Linked DNA regions of Hordeum vulgare: region 2 is linked to region 1. The links are chromatin contacts, called in public Hi-C maps. All regions are on one chromosome and are shown on one strand. The core of a region is the stretch at or near the end of the contact, and the rest is flanking DNA. Distances in the headings are between cores, read along the strand shown.

Region 1 (3,757 bases), core at 930-3,429:
CACCGCAAACACACGCTTCCTGGATCTGTATGTATCCCCGCATGTCGTGTGTAGTCTACAGCGATTGTCATCCGTTTATTTCCTGATATAAATGGTGTTCTTCCTTTAACTCATAACGAGGTATCATCAAGATGATAAACACACATCTGGTCTTTGAACGACTAGGATGTGTATAGTCAACATGGGTGCGCGCACACACGCAAAATATCATACTGACAAGGAAAAACATCATACAAAACACACACACACACACAAAGCTGCCACTCATTACGAGCGACTCCGGCGACGACCAACATGACCGCCGCAGCCACCCTTCCCTTCCTCTTGCCCCCCTCGCTGCCGCCAAAGATAGCGGGAGGGCAAGCCCACGAGGCTTTTAAGCATGTTTTTGCGTCGTTACCTTGTCGAGGACATCACTCGGATATGCTCAGACTGACTCTTCGGGCAGAAACATAGAATCAGGTCCTTGTTGGTTAGATTCATCGACGGCGAAGCTTGAGCGTCGCTCCCTTTTTAAAGACGTTGTTGTTGGAAAAATTTGACGTCCTTATGATGTCATAAGATGGTTAGTGTGGATGTGATCATTGTTATAGTTTGCTGATCGAAGATTTGATCACTTCCGTCTTTTTTATTATTTTTACTCGTCAACACATAATTTTGATCTTATATGATTTTGTTATTTATCGACGTGCTTTTTTTCTCTCTTCGATGAGTATTGGTATTGATTATGTGCATCTAGTATGGAGAGGTCAGGTGTGTGGTAACTGTGTTTGTATTCTATTAGGCAAGCTGGACCGATCTAGTCAAGTTTTCGTCAACACTTTCAAAGAGGATCATGTGCGTCATAGCCACTTAGCCCCAGACAGTTGCAGTGGTTGGTCAGTGTAAACGGGGGAACCGGCATCTTCTCCGCCGGGAGGAAAACTCGTCAGCAAGGTTGAATCTCCGTCGCTCTAGCTGAAGAGGGAACATGGTTGTGTCGAGAGAGGTCCCGTCGTCCGGTCCATTCGTCGCACCTGACGTAACGCTTGGGCATGGCGCCGGAGAGGTCCTGGGTCCCTTTTCCTGGGAGCGACGTACGCTTTTATTTTCCTTCGTGCCGACCCGTGAGATGGTACAGAGATCGATCCATCCACCAAACCACCAGGGCAGGACTTGCCGGTGTGTGGATAGATAGACGGTATATATCTAGTGCGTGTTGGCGTTGATTTTGGTCGATGGACAGCGACGCCGCTGTACCCTCGTGAACCCGTAATTCAAACCGGGGTCGTGGCCGTCGCGGCCGTGGTGCAGTGCAGTGCACCCTCACCAAAACACAGGCGCTCGTCGTCGCCTCTGCGGCCAGCCTACGTAGCGTACGTCGGGCAGATCGACTGCACGTCGCAGGCACGCGCACTGTTGGAGATGGACATGGTAGATGGGTCGAGAAAATGCAAGGATCGTGTGGATTAGGCTCGTCAACGTAGAAGAAAAGAATCTCTCCGTGCAATGAACCCCCGGCCCTTTCAGAAGAATTCGGATCATACATAAACATACGTGATCCATCCATCAACGCACTATACATGGTCCATGGTCCAACGACGCACTATACGTGATCCTGCAACAAACTATGTGCATGCATGCATGCATGAAGGAATGATGAACTGATTAATAAGCTACACTGGCTGCACGATGTGGTGAGCCCCAAAGGCCATTCGATCGATGGCATATGCCGGCCGGTCAGCCGGCGCATGTGACCCGACCCCCTATCATCGCAACACGCTAGCTGCCTTGCACGAGATGTGAAGCTAGCTAGGTTTTGCGTCGATCTGGTTCCCGTGGTCGACCACCATCATCATCATTGCCCCATTAACTTCCTTGTATATTTTGCACTTGCAAGCTAGCAGTTAAGCCACGCTGGTGGCCCGGCCGGCCAGCACTGTAGTAGTCTGTAGGGTTGCCTTGCTTGCTCCCTTCGCTCACACCCAACACCCAGCAGCACTTTTCCCCCAAGCTAGAGCTAAGCTAGCTGCTTTGGCTGGGTTAGCAAGGAAGATGCATGAGTAATTGGACAGCAACTGCTGGTACACAACATACTCCTTGCATGTTCTTGACTGGAGTTGATTGGGGTTGGGGGTTGGGGCCCTGCCCCCCTCACTCACCCTTCCATCCTAGGACTAAATTTGTGGTTAGGTGGCGCCATTGGAGTACAAAACTCAACCAACCCCTCCCCTCTTTTGGACTTGATGCGCGTCCTTGGCCGGCCTCACATGCACCATGCAGGCAGCCCACCATTTCGTTTCTGGTAGTACCACCTTGGCGCCTTGCTGCGCCAGATTAATAAACTTTGTTGAGACTTTTCGCTTTTTGGGGTACCACCTGTGTGGTTGTGTTTAGCTTTTAGAAGAAGAAAAGGGTGAGAGGAAACATGAGCAAATCTGAGGCATTGCTTTAGTATCGGTGCAAGTCTTGATTTTTTGGGCGTGGAGTGGAGACATGTGTATATAGGAGTGTAGGCCTAGTTTAGAAACTCTTGTATATGAACTTCACGTCAGATGCTACCCGCAAAAAAAAAAAAAAAACTTCACGTCACTAGATTCCTGAAAAGTACCACTATATTTTGGTCCCCCAAGCCAAGAATTCAAAGATGCTCAAGGAATTTCCTGACTAAATGAACTTGATAAGACCATGTTTTCTGCAAGCTGTAACTGGAATTTCCACTATGTTTTTTCTTGACTCAGAGCCATCTAGTATCTACGTTTTGTCCACAATGACAAACATTCTAGGACAAGATCTAAACCTGCAATGTAAGCAACCTCGCGCCAGTGAGAGTGCTTTCGTGCGTTCTAATCCACCGTCGGCCGGCGATGAGTCTGTGATTGATCATGGCATTGGCATGGCAACCCCACATTCATGTGTGCCATGGCAGAGAAGAACACTGATTTGCTAGCTAGCAGTGTACGTAGTTCATCAGCAGCCGGCGTGGCGTGGTTAAAGGCGTTGCAGCCTTTTGGGCACTCGCACCAACTCACAAGTAATAACTGGAGTACTGCCCCAAGCAGCAGGCATGCCATTGATGTGACATGGTGTGATAGCCAGCACCTGCTCGTACTAGATGAGTATAGTTCTTGCTAAACTCCACTCTCTAGTTAGACTATGCTCGGAAGCAAACCAAAATGCTTTCCTACTCATGTTTCATGCATGAGTGAGCTTACAATCTTTCATGAACTAGGTTAGGTTAGGTGGCTGTTAGCAGGTTCTGAAAATTGCACCCATGCATGCTATGTTGCCATGCAATGCATGACCTTTGAGTTGGTTGAGCCACTCTCCCCATTTTTCTTGCATAATTTCAGAAGGAATAAAACAAAACTTTAACTAACAATCATGTGCCTGCCCATAATGGGGAAAATGGGCACCTTATCCGCCTGGTTGGCCTTACTAATTAGTCAGCAAACAGCCTAAGCTCCCAGGACGACGAATTTCTTTCTCCCTTTTTGAAATGCTTTTCCCCTAGGTTAAGCTAGCCCATTTTCCTCTCATGCACCGGCACTGTACATCCACAACATAAAACGAGAACAGTGGCGGCCATCTGGTACTGCCGAGAAACCCCTGCACTGTCCTGATCTCCCCCATAACGATGTGTCCCCATAACAAAAGCAGCGTGGCATCAGATCCTCTTTGGCCGTGGCAAAGATTGATTATTAGCAGCATTGATCATGTCATGTTGCTTGCGAACCCCATCAGATCTATTCGTGCTTGCTGCATGCGACAAAAGTAC
Region 2 (3,757 bases), core at 808-3,307, 91 kb after region 1:
ATATCTGGCTAACTTATAGAGTAAAAGAATGAGAAGAGTGATCTACGCATATACGGACGTGAACTAGTAACGATCAAGAAGTGATCCTGAACACCTACTTATGAGTCAAACATAACCCCATCACGTTCTCTTCTTCGTTCAAACCTGACAAGAAGAGACGATCACGGTTATGTACACAGTTGATGTATTTTATTTGAGTTTACTTCAAGTTTTCTATAACCGGGTATTATAAACTTTCCAAGATGCCACATAACTGCGGGCAAGGCTTTACAAAAGATTTAACCCTACAATGGTGCACCAATCATCCATCACAAACTAAGCACAGGCTGCGGTGGAAAATCTCAACCTCGAGATAGCCCGAAATGTGCTCGGAATCCTGGTGCACAAGACATTTGTTTAAGGTAAAACAAATCTAGAAAGACCTCACGGCGTGTCGACGATCCCGGTAGTAGCTATGTATCTCGTTCTTAGGACACAATGGATGAGCTATGGTTACCACGCCAATCCACGAGTTGCCCCGAGCGGCGTTAATAAGCTGCTCTAGTTTGGACCAACACTCATTTGCAGCACTATCCCGGTTTGTTGCTTAACTATCGGCGGGGTGATCATGCCATATGCAAGGTTTATTAGTTAAGCTAATGTAGGCCCAATGTTGGGCCTTGCCGGAAGAGTTTTATCCAAAAAACGAATAATCAAGCGGGTCCCCATAACAACTGCGAGCATATTAGAAGCGCTCAGAATGGAGCATAACACCGGTAAACGAAAACTAGGACGGCAATGGTGGAAGAAAACAACGAGAAAAAGGCCAAACCTGCCACCTTTCACCAAGTATATAGATGCATTAATGGAATAGCAAAAATAATGTGATATCCCAAGGATATCCATGTCCCAACATGGACCAAACTGCACCTGCAACTAGCAACACTATAAGTGGGCCTGAGCAAGCAGTAACATAGCCAAACAACGGTTTGCTGGGAAAGGTGGAGGGTTAAAGGATTATCATGACATTTTGGAGGCTTGACAAACAAGTGGTAGAAAGCAAGACATAGCGATAGAAATGAGACAACTAGCATAGCAATGATAGTCGTGATATCCAAGATAATGATCATCTTGCGTGGATTCTCACTTGGAAGAAGAACAAATCCGTGAAGTAGACGAACGGGCATAATCGAACGAACCCTCACAATCTGAAATGCGTTCAGAACTCTAGCGGGGAGAGAAAAAATCTGGAAACAAACAAATGACACAGTAAACACCACAACATATTCATGACATGATGCACAAACAAGTATAGTGCATGTCATTTAATTATGCTTGGCATGACAATCACAACAATCAAGTACTACACATATTGACGAAACTGCACATTTGAATTATTTAGTTCACTCTCGTTTAGCTACCCAACAAGTTTATATATTGTTTAGGCATCCTACGACGGACCATACTAACGACGGAGAGCGGGGGAGAGGAGGCGGACAGGCTCGGGTGGCGGCGGAGGGAGGGGGTGGTGGATGTGTTAGGGCTCGGGGACGTCGGATGGTATATTAGCCGGCTATGGCCTCAAGCGGCGAGCCGAAGCGGCATCACACAACGTTTACACCATGTGACGGTCGAGGCGCTCGTCGGATTGTTCAGTTTCCACGCTAGACCGCGTGGAGCCCGTCGTCCGGCCGTCGTGGCGGGTGTGTCCGGACGCGTCCGTGCTCCTTCATATCTGTCACATATTTAAAATGAATATGAATGATGCGTGTGAGTCCGAACGTTTGTGACCCATTTAAGGGCCCGGTTAGGTTAATTTTTTTATAACCGATGAATGATCGAATGGCCTGCTCGGCCGTTTGAAACAGATATAAAAGGTCCAGATGTAATGAATAGCAAAACCATCGTCTTCGTTTTTTTTTGTTTTTTTTTTTTTTTTTAGGAATCACAATTTCTGCCTCGTGTGCACCCCACCCTATTTGGGTTCTCGATGGGCCGGTGGTCCAGCTCAAAGGGAACATACCCCAGCCCGGGGCCGGTCGGCCAGAAGTGAGTGAGAACGAGGGTGGACACACGTGAGTGAGAACGAAGGTGGCCAGGCCGATGACTTGCGAAGGCCGCTTAAGCTAGATCCACACGCCTGCACGTGCGACGACGACGACGACGACGACCAGATCGGAGGCTGGCCGCGGGGCTCTCTCTCGCCACTGCTCGCAGCACCACCACAGCACTCGAGCCCCCACTTGCCGTAGACAAATGGAGAACGACCGGTCGAGACCTTATCCCATGGTGGTGGTGGTGCGATGTGTGCCGTGGCCTTTTTCCCCGACGCGCCGCCGTTGTTGCCTTATCCCCACCGGTAGCTTTTGTTTCACCACGGTTGCTTGCTCCTTTCTTATCCTCCAATGGCCATTGTTCGTGTTGTGTGACGTTGGAATCGAATCTTACACGGCCATGTTTTCCCCCCCGGCTGATCCTTTCGCCTCCTCCTCAAGCTTCCGTCTTTTCACCCGTCGTCCTCTTTTCACAAGCCTTTTATTTGTGCTGTGGTGAGAAAGGTAAAGAGGGTTTGGGCAGGATGTGAATCGAGAGGGAGACGACGCTGTCACCTCCTCTTTTATTCCAAAGACTGGGATTGGATTCCTTGTACTCCTCCCACTTCTTTCCCGTGGAAAATCTACTCCGTATCTTCCTCTAATGGAAGCGTGGCATTTGATTAGTATTGTTATTGCAGGAAGCGTGGCATTAACTACTCAAGATTCAGTGACGCCAAGCATGTAGTCCTAGTACTCCACCACCAAAACTCACACATCAGACAGCTTGTGCTAGAACGAGAACGAGATGCAATGCGCGCGACCATGCCGTAGCATCATCATTTCCCACGAAGCTGCGCGAAGAACAGCCGCACTTGACCATGATGATCGCTGTCACAAGGATTACATTACCAATTCCACACTCGTTATTACTGCCACACAGTTTGTGCCGGCCGCCCTCTTTTGACCCGGTTCACCAAGTCAGACAGACAGTCAGTGCTCGACTTACCAGCGACGCAAAGCTAGATTAACAAACTTGTCAAGGTGGTGCGAACGCACGCACTCGCTCGCTCGCTAATGGGAAAAGGGTAAAGCAAACCTTGATCACTAGTGCGACGCCGGAGCAGCGGGAGGACGGAAAAGCAGATGTCTCCCCCGCGCCGCAGCTTCGTCCTTCGTTGGTGGCGTGGACTCCGGCGAAAGGTAGGCCGAGAAAGACGACGAGCGAGCACAGCACAGCACATGGCCGCGTCTTTTGGCGCGTGTTCTTTCCCGATCGCGACTCCCGGCCTGGGCACTGTTTGGATTCACAGCCTAGAGTTAGTTTGAGCGGCTCAAATAACTTTAAAGCATTCAAACATGAGGGTTAGATTGGAGCTAGTTGCATCTAACTCATCCAAAAAAACTAGCCCACCCAAGAGGTTCTAATTGGAGCTAGTTTTCATGGGGTCTATTAAAAAGTCAATTTTCTCTCTCTATCCACTAGGTAATACTTCCTCCGTCCCAAAATTCTTGTCTTTGATTTGTATAGATATGAATGTATCTAGTCAAATTTTAGTATTTTGATACATTCATTTAAAAAAAACTAAGACAAGAATTTTGGTACGGAGGAAGTAGGTGTTAATTAGAGCTAGTTCTCAAGGGACCCACTAAAAAATCACTTTCCTCTCTCCATCAAGTACAACTATTGTCAATCTAACCCTATCATCCAAACACATTTTTGACTAAAGTTAGTTTAGGATTAG

Evidence for each region. Hi-C and Micro-C count contacts between places; a contact is called where the count stands out from the background.
Region 2: a contact with region 1 is called in a Hi-C map of seedling, with 1.9 times the contacts expected there. The contact joins two enhancer-like sites. A contact is called at or near these places in 3 of 6 Hi-C or Micro-C datasets (leaf and seedling).

Annotation. Positions count from the first base shown.
Region 1 is chr3H:574,655,947-574,659,703 of MorexV3_pseudomolecules_assembly, forward strand. No RefSeq gene overlaps it. Among protein-coding and RNA genes, the nearest start is that of LOC123445246, 100 kb to the right of the region's middle. Within about 2 kb of position 2,180, at least 3 of the 3 cell types and tissues checked have open chromatin away from gene starts, as enhancers often do. A contact at or near this core is called in leaf and seedling, where this site is marked.
Region 2 is chr3H:574,747,069-574,750,825 of MorexV3_pseudomolecules_assembly, forward strand. No RefSeq gene overlaps it. Among protein-coding and RNA genes, the nearest start is that of LOC123445246, 14 kb to the right of the region's middle. Within about 2 kb of position 2,058, at least 3 of the 3 cell types and tissues checked have open chromatin away from gene starts, as enhancers often do. A contact at or near this core is called in leaf and seedling, where this site is marked.